Regions from separate parts of the Gossypium hirsutum genome. Here all the other regions are linked to region 3. A link is a contact called in public Hi-C data. All regions are on one chromosome and are shown on one strand. The core of a region is the stretch at or near the end of the contact, and the rest is flanking DNA. Distances in the headings are between cores, read along the strand shown.

What was found. Hi-C and Micro-C count contacts between places; a contact is called where the count stands out from the background.
Region 1: a Hi-C map of leaf shows a contact between it and region 3, with 2.0 times the contacts expected there. The contact joins the promoter of LOC107896752 here to the promoter of LOC107896748 in region 3. A contact is called at or near these places in 2 of 34 Hi-C or Micro-C datasets (anther and leaf).
Region 2: a contact with region 3 is called in a Hi-C map of leaf, with 2.3 times the contacts expected there. The contact joins the promoter of LOC107896819 here to the promoter of LOC107896748 in region 3. A contact is called at or near these places in 7 of 34 Hi-C or Micro-C datasets (anther, callus, leaf and 1 more).

The regions. Positions count from the first base shown.
Region 1 is chrA10:86,301,815-86,305,859 of Gossypium_hirsutum_v2.1, reverse strand. It overlaps LOC107896752, which reads left to right and starts at 1,415. Exons shown (of 4, transcript XM_016822017.2): 1 at 1,415-2,039; 2 at 3,151-3,487. The coding sequence starts at 1,552.
Region 2 is chrA10:87,603,571-87,607,327 of Gossypium_hirsutum_v2.1, reverse strand. LOC107896819 (probable serine/threonine-protein kinase PBL1) reads right to left here and starts at 1,308. Exons shown (of 5, transcript XM_016822100.2): 1 at 1,111-1,308; 2 at 1-24.
Region 3 is chrA10:86,863,367-86,867,055 of Gossypium_hirsutum_v2.1, reverse strand. It overlaps LOC107896748 (expansin-A4-like), which reads left to right and starts at 2,106. Exons shown (of 3, transcript NM_001326844.1): 1 at 2,106-2,301; 2 at 2,387-2,699; 3 at 2,774-3,388. The coding sequence starts at 2,142. The coding sequence ends at 3,077.

The DNA of each region.
Region 1 (4,045 bases), core at 166-2,665, 560 kb after region 3:
AACCAATTAGCTTTATTCATAATACTTTTCATTTATTTGACCAAAAGAAATTTATGAAAGAGAAAGCTCTACCTTTTCGTATTTCTTTTTGAATTTTGACTAATTAAATTATAAATTAAAAAGATTAATTGCACCAAACTTCTTTACACTATGGACTTTATTTTAAATTAGTCTTAAACTTTAAATAATTCTCATTACATCTGTAAATTACATATGTTATATCAATCTAGTCCTTTTGGTATTAAAATCATTAATTTAATGTCAAATGATACCTCAAATCTTATACGGTATAAACAAAAATGAAAATTTTAAGAAGAAAAAATCATATTATTAAAATGGATGTTGAAAAATCTTAATTTTTTAATGTTTTCAAAGCTTTTTCGTATGTTTAATCGTCCAATCTCTTCTTTTTTAGATTTATTTTATTTTTAGTTTTTAATTTTATTTTTAATTTTTACTTTTAAAAGTAATATTGCAACATCTTTTTTTTGAAAAAGTTTTTATTTCAAATTTAGCTACATAAGATTTGACGTTTCATTTAATGTTTTTAATAATGAAAAGACTTGGTTGATATAACTTTTAAGTTTGAGATGTAATTAGAATATTTTGAAGTTTGTGAACCGATTTAAAATGATAGTCATAGTTTAGGGGTGCTTAGTGCAACTAACTCATAAAAGATTATAGGGGAGAGATTGAAAACTGTTAAAGATCTAACCGTTAAATTTATTGATATAATTGTGCTTATACTATATGCAAAAAATTGAATCGATTTGATATCTTTATCATATCGATATTAAAAAGTATATATATTAATATTTATTGAATGATTAAAAATTTTTTAATATAAAAATAATTAAAAAAATTTAATTTCCATCAAATATAACATACATGATCTATATAATTGTAATATGAGGATGGAACCATTAAAATATTAATCATACAAACAAAAACCAATTAAGAATTTCTTTGTAATTGTTTGACATGTAAATTTTGAAAATCTATTTCGCAAATTATTAGTGAAGTTTTTAGTATAAATAAGGTTTGACAAGTACCCTATTAAAATATAATAAAATATTAAAATAAAAATATTTTAAAAAATACTTATTAATTTTTTAAAATTGCTTAGGAAATAGACTTACTTTTAATTTTTATTACTGGAAAGGAATTCTTGCTTTACCTTTTTCTGGTTTATAAATCCATTCAACAATTTGTTGTCCTTTTTTATTTTAAATAGCCATATTAGTTTATTTTTAAAATTCGGAAAGAACACAGATTACAAGTCCCAACTAACAAAATGGGGGTCCAGGTAAGGCCTTTTTAATGAACGACGTGGCGAAATCTAGTGCATTTGGATCCAGGGTTTGAAGTCAAAGAGTTACAGGTGGCGATAGGACAAAAGAGAAGAAGAGAAAGCAAAGCGAAAGGAAGATGATCAAGTGGAGTGGACCTCCACTTCCACTGGACACCCAAATGACTTAGTCTACTCCTCCTTTTTTAATACCCCTCTCAACCGAACCCTCCTTTCTCCTTTCTTTCTTATTGTACGACTCCATGGCTGTACCTGTAATGCGCTCTATGAGCAAGCTTAGCATCAAGGCCCCACCTCCATCACCCATCCCAACCGCCACCGGCTCACGATCCGCTGCCAACGAGATCTTAACCGACTTTCTCGAGAAGTCGTTACAGATCCCCGACCTAACGCTACCCGAGTGCCAGACACTCCGCCACCACGGCCTACCCGATAAGGTCGATTTCCAATCCCTTGGTTTAAGGGAGGTGGGGTCGGTCGAGCGGTTTATGCGATCTGCACGGAAGTATGGAGTGGTGGCGATAGGGCTGCATGGGATCGATGCGGGGGAGGAGGTAAGGGCGACGGTGAAAGAGGCGGCGAGAGTGTTCGGGGTGTTGGAAGAGAGAGATACGGGATACAGGAGGAATTCGGCGGGAAAGAGGGAGGAGATTGTGTGGATTGATTGCAAAGACGAGAGGATGGAGTGGGCTCGCCAATATATCGGCGTTCACTTGTATCACAGCTTCAGGTATTCTAACCGTCCCTCCCGCCACCTTCCACAGAAACATGAGTAAATTTCTTTAAATTCCTTGGGCTTTTTGGGCCCTATTCACCACCTAATTTTGATTTTTGTGTACCTATTTTTATACTCTTTTAGCTTGGGCCAGAGGTTAAAATTAAAATTTACGTAAAATAATAATTTTGTTAACCCTCCAGTTTAACAATATACTGGATCACTTGTGTATATATATAATTGAGATATATTTCAAAATTATAGCTTACTGTGTAATGTGCATGCACGTTTATACATGATTAGTATGCATATTAAACACTTACGTGAATTGAAATACAATTATGACTAAATGTTTTTATTTTGTAAATTAAAATTTTATTTTAAAACAAGATGAAGCATTATTATAAAAAATTTAGCCTTCGAAAACATTGATACCTTTTTTTAAAAAAAAAGAAGCCAGATAAATCTATAAGTGTTTATGTTAGGTAAATATAAATAGTTGTGTCTGTTATAAACATATAAAATGATGACATGTAGATGTAGTAGGTAAATGAAATTTGAATTGCATGTATAAAATCCAAGTTTTGGTGTAAATTTTAGATTTATCTGTATCTAATTTAAACTAATTTGATATGCTTATTATCTATATATATTGATTAAGTGTTTTTTTCTTTGGTTTATAAAACATCAAAATAAGCCATAATAGGGGAAAATGTCACAATTATGAGAGTTGATCTTCTATGGAATAATTCATTAATTTTATGTAAAAAAATTTACATGCAGTACAAAAAAAACCTAAGGGATAGGGAGGGTGTTTCATAAGGAAAGAACCCTAGATAGCCTGCTAACACTTGAATCCTCACATACAACACTAGACCAGTAGCTTGTTGGCCATTATGAAAATTGATATTCCATGGAATAATTCATTTACTTTATATAAATTTTACTTCGAAACCTTACATGCATGAGAACATGACTAAATTATTTGATTTAGAAGTGGAATTGTTAAATATTGATAGAGATAAAAATGTGTGAAAATAGATATACATTATAGCAATGTAAGTTGATATAGTATTACTGTATGTATGTAAATATGGTGAAAAGTGGGTTGTTTGGTTTGAAATAGTGAAAAAGTAGAGAAAGTAGCAAGTAAACTGGAGGATGTAGCGGAAGAATTGGGGAAGATATTGGTAGAAAATGCAAGGCAGGCAGGCAGGAAGGGATTTCGAAGAGGAGAGTCAGTTGTGAGCATATACAAATACAATAATAATAGTAATGAGGATAAGTTGGCTGACCAAGATCCAAACGTAAACGAAGAAGAAAACGGCCATTGTTGTGATTATACATTAAGCCTCCACCTTCCAACCAAGCACTGCCAATTTTCTCTCAAAACTGGGCCTCGACTTTTAACTTTTGATGTTGCTCCTGACACCCTTATTCTCACCTTTGGACATCAACTTGAGGCAAGTCTCTTCTCTTTCCCTTTTTTTAACTTCAACTCAGGGTTCGCGTTGCATTTGCCTTCGTTATTTATGTTATAATCAAAGAATATAGTTAAATCTTTCATAAAATGGTCAGTAGTAAAAAGCACATCTAATTAATTAGTACCCTTTATTGTCTTTTAGATAAGGTAGTAAAAGGACTCTTTAAATCATAGAAAAAACCACTATAACTTGGTTATTCTTCCTAACACCAACTGTGACATGGTTAGTCAACCGTGTCACTGGGTTATTGGCAAAACTTGCTTGGGTTTTAAGCTGATTGGCATCAGGTCCAGGGTTTAATCTCTGTATTTGTGAACTTATTCCCTTTTCCATTGTAATGTAATTGCTTGCTTATACCAAAATAAAATTCAGAAAAGGGAAAATCTTTGATTTGCTCAATAGCAACTGAAGTTGTATATTTATTTTACCCAAATGAATACAAATACATATATGTTTTACCCAAAAAAGGAAGAAGAAAAAAGAACAATTATGCATAAAACTAACCTAATTATATATTGTGGGTGTGCAAAATAAAGG
Region 2 (3,757 bases), core at 59-2,558, 740 kb before region 3:
ATCGTATTTCGGACTTTTATGTTTCTGCAAGAGGACAAAGAAGAAAGCACACAAATCAACAGAAGCTTTGAATCGGCTAGAACATAAATAATGCAAAAATCTACTCATCGCAGAATAGGAACAAGGTGCAAAAAGGACAAAAGAGGACCGGGGTATCATTTTTGTCTTGTAATATCAGATAAACAATCCATACCACCAACAATATTAATTATCTCAAATACTCATTGCCTAAACTACAATATTCCAGCCATTGGACGTCTCATTATGATGAAACGAAGGACTGCATATATTGAATAAAAGTTGCATAAAGTGGTTAAGATAAAATCATATGTAAGAAAACATGTTCAAACAGATATCTACACAAAGATCGCATTGTAATTTACATCAATTCCCTTCCCCCCCCCCCAACAAAAACCCCTTCCCTTATCTTCAATTTAGTAATCGCAAAGATTATATGGCAGATGAATAAAAGCCCACCTAGCAAAACCTAGCTCAAACAAAAGTGTCCGGTGCCCAAAGTTCAAATCTTTTATAAACAATTACAACAAACGTCAACATGGGTCAAGAGATCAAATTCCATAAACTCTAAAATAATTCAGTGAATATGCTGACGAGCCGGTTATAACTTTCAAGTGCATATTTAGTAATAAATTATCACCATGGATGCATAAAAAGAGAGGGAAAAAAAAAGAAACACCAAACACATGCACAATGCAAACTAGAGATTTGCAGGGGAAGTTCATTTTCTTTTAACAAAAAGAAAAAGGTCATTTGTTCAGCAAACCATTTCATGGTCCAAATCAGCATAGACACAATTATGCAAACATAATTTAAAAAAAAAAAAGAAGAAAATTCGTCAACCAGCATCTGGGTTTACAAAATTCAACCACAGATCCAAAATAATCCAAAACCGAAAATAGGAAAAAAAAACCATAAATTGCACATCCACTAATCCACTATTAAGAATATTCTTATCTGCATGACTAATATAAAAGAATTGAAATAATTCTAGCGAAAACACAACTTTCAAACAAAACACACCCAGAAATCATTAACGAAATTTCAATGGTTTTCAGCAGAAAAAAAATTAAAAAAGGGTGAGAATCAAACCTATGAAAGCAGGTCATGCAAAGGTGAAAGAGAGTAGGAAAACAGAGAAAGCTGAAAACCCAGAATCCCTTTTTTGGTTAGTTTGAGGAGAACAACTTTGCAAGTCAAAGAAAGGTAATGGAGAGAAAAGTTGTTCACTGTGATAGAGGTTTTGAGAGGAAAAAAAAAAGTAGGCAAAAGATGAGTAGAATATTATTATTATTATAGGAAGAAGAAATTCTTTTTTTTTTTTAAATTGAATAGAGAGAAAAAGACAGCAGCAATGGTCAAACCAACCAAAACCCGGATGTTAATTAACAGTTAATATTTTATTTTAAAATTTCTTTCAACAAGAAATACACGCCTTCTCAATTTTTGTACTTTGACACTTTTATCCTTCTCTTTACCACAAAATTTCCAAGCATATTTGTTGTGGGATTCTCATTCGTTTGACCATTGAAAAAAGAAGTGTTTTGAGAATGAAAGCGAAAGTAAATAAGCTTATGTTAGTTAGGTAAGGGAGGGAAACTGTAGAAAGAACGGTGGGTAAAAGGGTAAAATGAAGAGTGCAGCAGCTAGATTTTCAACGAAGGAGCCCATCGATTGATGTGACTGGACAGTCAGTTTTGAAAATTAGTTCCTTTTTATATTGATAAAAAAAAGGGGGTGTGGTCAAAGTTACCTTTCAAGATAGGCATTTAACTATCAACTGTGACCGTCCGATTCATTGTGGGTTTCAAAGATCTTTTCTTTTGAATACAAATAAAGGCTATGTGGGACCCTACCACTTTGTCCTTTGCTTTGCCTAACCTGGTGACTGCACACGCGCCCCAAAACAAAATCCTGCTGGGTCGAACCTGGGCCCACTTTCACTGCTAATCTTGGATTTTTTTAACATTAGCCCAATTTGGCTTCCGGTTGGATCCGTGCCTCATCCTCTTCTCCCAAGCTATAAATTTCACAATTATTATTTAAAAAACTATTTATTAGTAAGTTTGTGTTTTAGTCATTTAACTTTAAAAAGTTACAGAATGGTCATTGAATTATTCAAAGTTCTCATTTAAGTTTGTTTGGACTGTCTGCACCAATTGAAAGCTCTTTTTCTTCTCTTTTTTTTTTACAATTTAGTTTTTTTATGAAACAACTTTAAATGGCACGAATATACAAATCAAAATCCAAACAGCTTTCTTCTCCGATTTTTGACATTGATTGTCAGATCAACTTGCACTTGTCAATGAGTACTAACTAATCTATCATACTAATTGTCAAATCTTCACTTAAAGTTCACTAGTCAGATTTAAAAAAAAAACCTTAACAACTCAATGACTTAAATAAAAACTTTTGGATAGCTCACTGGCCATTTTGTAACTTTTTAAAGTTTGTGACCAAAAACGTAAAGTAACTAATAGTTTTGCGATCTTGGGTGCAGTTTATCCTAGGTTAAATTCTCAAATTGTGGGTCAAACTTTTGCTCCAATAAGAACCGAACCTTTTCAAATGTGCTTGAATGAGGGTAAACTTTTAAAAATGGTCAAATAAATACCAAACCTTTTCAAAAGTGTTCAAATAAAGGCTTTAAAACAGTTTATATTTTTTCATATTTTGTATTTGCTTTTATTTTATTTTTGAGTAATATATAATTCAGTTGTCATGTGTTCCATTCTAAACACATCAGCATCCATCTAATTTTTCCCACAAACTAAGGTTTAGTGCGTAAAAAACCTTTATTTGAGTATTTTCATAGAGATTTAGCCTTTATATGACCATTTTAAAATATTTGACCTTTATACGAGTAACCCCTAAAAAGTTATGCCTTAATTTGAGCATTTAGCAAAAAAATAATAATAATAGTGTATATAATTATATTTATTTTAAAATTTGTTTTATATGTATATAATATACACAACACCACATTTGCCCAACAATACTCAAATTAGATTGTGAGTGTGGAATGAATATATGTTTGATATGAGATACATTTAAAATCTTCTTAAAATTTGAAAATTTATTAGAAGATTACATTTTCATACCAATGTCCAAAGAAGGCATAAATATCATATATGGTAGTTGAAACACCAAAAAGATCAGAACCTAATTGTCATTCAGTACCTATGGCAACATAGAGTGTGATGCATATGCGGTTGGGTCACAGAGAGAAACAATGCTGCAACTCTCTCCTGTGGTTTCAATGGTTTGGCAGTTCGCTTGATTTTGTTGAAATGAGATTGTGATGGCGTTTGCATGTGTTTGGTGTGCGGGGAGAATGCCAAGGAATTTCATCTGTATTTTTAAAATGTCTAATATGGCACTTAAACTATCAATATATATTTTATTATGGTACATGTACTTTAAAAATATTCTATATGGAACCAGAACTATAAATATGTGTTTTACTATGATATTTAGTGCTAAAATTATTAGTAAATTGTCAAATCAATCAATGAAAATTGGACACGTAAATTTTTTTTCCAAACCATAAGTCCATTTGAGTAATATAAGATTACACAACAAACTAAATAAAACATAAAAATCAAATAATTAAACATATGGTTAATAAAAAGAAGTAAATATTAAACTTACCTAAGGAAAAAACATCATCTTCTCCATTTAAGTTATGTGTCATATTTATAGTTTATGTGCTATATTGGACATTTTCAAAGTACATATA
Region 3 (3,689 bases), core at 857-3,356:
TATTTTTAATATAATTATTATTTTTTTAATTATTTTAAAAATTTTAAATTTCCATTAACCTAATTTTTTTCTAAATAAATTATTCATATAAATAAAGAAATTAAAAATACTAACATTTTAAAAATCTCAAAAATTCGTTATTCGAAAATTATTGTTTTCTGAAATATATATATGAAAAATACTTTAAAATTTTATCAAATAATATTTAAAATATATAAAATAAAGTTCATTTTGTCAACATAAATTTAGAAATAAAAAATCTAAAAATTAATATGAAAAAAATTGATAACCAAACTAAACTAAATTATAATTAAAAGTTCAAAAAATTAAAAAAATCCCGATTGAACCAGTATCACCCCTAAATTAGATGAGGTCATATTTAACATATTAGAAAATGAAACTCTAGAAAAATATATAAAAGTAAATTTATTGGCGAGAGATTAGACAAAGTCAATGCACCCCTCAATGAATAGATATTATTCCCAATGAAAGTTTCGTTTTCAACTCTACCAAAAACTCAAAAGTCTCAAGAGACGCGGCCTGAATCGTGACTGGGTAGCGGGTAACAATACTACAACCCATAAATGCTTTATAGCGTATAGATCATGGGTTTAGCTTTGGATCCCATAAAGTACAAATACTGAGGTTTCTTTAGTGAATGATCATGCATGGACACATGATGTCTCTTTTTAGGCATTTGACAAACTCGTCATTTTTTCATACAATTTCTTTGGTCACTTAAATTCTCAATAAAATTAGAAAACAGCCCTCAAAAATAATATTGATACGTTGAAAGATTTATCAACTTTCGACCATCGACACTTTAAAAAAATTAGAAAGTTATAATTTTTTTTTCAAAAAAACTATAATACCTCTCTAGTTTTAGCTAATTAAATTATTATTATTTTATTATTTTATTGTTATTAAAAGTGTAACTTGCACTCAACTATTAGTAAGTTTACGTTTTGATCACTTAATTTCAGAAAGTTAAAAAATGGTCTTTGAACTATTCGAAAATTTTCATTTAAGTTACTGGAATATTTAAAAGTTTTTATTTAAGTCACCGGGCTATTAAGTTTTTTTTTAAAAATTCGATTAGCAAGTTCCAAGCTACGATTCGATAAGTGATACAATGGATTTATACTTATTGACAAATAGAATATACATTAGGTCCAAGTTGATATTACGGTCAGTGTTGAAAATCGAAAAAAAATATTTGGATTTTGATTCATAAATTTATGACTTCAAAGCTGGTTCATGAAAAAGAACTAAAGTGTAAGAGGGAAGGAAAAAAATATCTTTTGATTGGCACAAACAGTGCGAACAAAGAAGACCACACAATAACAATTTTAACAATATACTAATTTAAATGAAAAATTTTCAATAATTTAATAAGTTAACCGAGGAAAACTTACTAAGAGTTAGTTACCCCTGTTAAAATAACTTTCATGAAGTAATAGAAACTTTTAGTACGTATCATCTTATATAGAACAATTTCTATTTTCAGAAAGTCAAGAAAATTGTATTCTAGAAAATGGCGACTTCTTCACCTTCAGTCCTTCCCTGATCGGCGCTTGTGAAAAACGAAAAACCTGAGTCTGATTGGCTGACTGAAAATGAACCTACTCATCACCATTCACTATTACCAACTTCAAATGATAGGGGAATTAACTGGTAAAGTGTAACTCCACCGATGGTTGAGGTGGTTGGCTGGAGTTAAATGAGATTTTTTTAGTTTTGTTTCAAGTGGCTTCAATTGCAAGCAATTAGGAGACTGCGCTGGAATAACCCCTCGCTCAACCTTCCGCCATTGTTATGGTTTAATTAAACATTATGTTTCCATCCATCTATATTTATATCCATTAAAACAAGTCGTTGAGCAAATAATGGATACTGGATACCATCATATCTATGATTAAAATTTTGCATGTGCCCTTTTAATGTATAGCTTAAGCCTTAATTATCCTCCAAATTTGTACTCTTTCACCACTTAATTAGCTACGTACGGTACTTAGCGTTGCTTGTCATCTTCTGTACTACAAACTCTTTCTCATTTTGTATAAATAGCTATACACTTTTTCTCTCCTCAAATCAATAAGGTTAGGTCAGCCAATTGTTTGAGCTAGCTAGCTCTTACTCAAATGGCAACCAAAACGATGATGTTGCAAATATTTCCACTTTTCTTCTTTTTGTTCAGTGTCTGCAACTCCATTTTCCTTGGTGCTAATGGAGATGACAATGGTGGTTGGCAAACTGCCCATGCCACCTTCTACGGTGGTGCTGATGCTACCGGCACAATGGGTGAGTTTCAAACTTTCAAACCATTACGGCATTACCTACATAAAAATCTCTAGGCTATGTTCTTAATTTGTGATGTTCTCTATAGGGGGAGCTTGTGGTTATGGAAACCTGTACAGTCAAGGGTATGGAACGAGCACAGCAGCTTTGAGCACTGCACTTTTCAACAATGGCTTGAGCTGCGGTGCCTGCTACGAGCTCCGGTGCAACAATGATCCTCAATGGTGCATTAGTCGAACCATAACCGTGACAGCCACCAACTTTTGTCCACCTAACTATGCTTTATCTAGTGACAATGGCGGGTGGTGCAATCCCCCACGAGAACACTTTGATTTGGCCGAACCGGCATTCTTGCGGATAGCAGAATATCGAGCTGGAATCGTCCCTGTTATGTTCAGAAGGTGGTGAATAAAACTCAATTCAAATCATCACTCTTTAAGGTATGTTAAACTGTTGGGTGTTTGACCTTTTGCAGGGTGTCATGTGTGAAGAAAGGAGGCATCAGGTACACCATGAATGGACATTCGTACTTCAACATGGTGTTGATAACGAACGTGGGAGGGGCAGGGGATATAACGTCAGTGTCCATCAAGGGTTCCAGAACAGGATGGCTACCTATGTCCAGAAATTGGGGCCAAAACTGGCAGAGCAATGCTTACCTTAACGGACAAAGCCTCTCTTTTAAAGTGACTGCCAGCGATGGCAGGACTATCACAGCCTACAATGTAGTGCCTGCTGGTTGGCAATTCGGACAAACTTTTGAAGGAGGCCAGTTTTAAGACAATATTATAGTGTCTGTCTAATATAAAACTGGAATTGACATATTACTTATATAAGGCACATGAGCGTTTTATGCCGAGGTAGCAAAATGGCGCCCGCTGGCTTTATGTGTGAAATAGGCGAGCAAGTGCCATTAGCCTATAATCTATACATTTCTTATAGTGAACCAAACTATTAAGTTTGAACTCTAGAGGATATATCCATAATGTCTGAAATTTGTTTGTTGATGATTGACCATGATATTTATGGTTTTCATTATTGAAATACCTTTTTTTATAATTTATAAATAATGGGTCATTTATTTTTGCAAGTATTTTCGACATATTTTATGATTTATCAACTAATGTCATTAATCAAAATTATGATGCAATATTGAATCAGGAGTGTATAAATGAATTATTGAGACATCATATAAGATATAAAAGATGTATCATCTTTTTTAAGTTGAGCACTCATATAGTAAGATTAAGCCCCTAATATAAGTTACTATTTCAGTGGTGCATATGTTGAATGGTAGCTTTGTTGAGGCAAATAATTTTGCCCAAGGTGCTATGTAGCAGAGAGCGGGAGTTGCACATTTGTCATACTTCTAGGGAGCCAAACCATGCAAT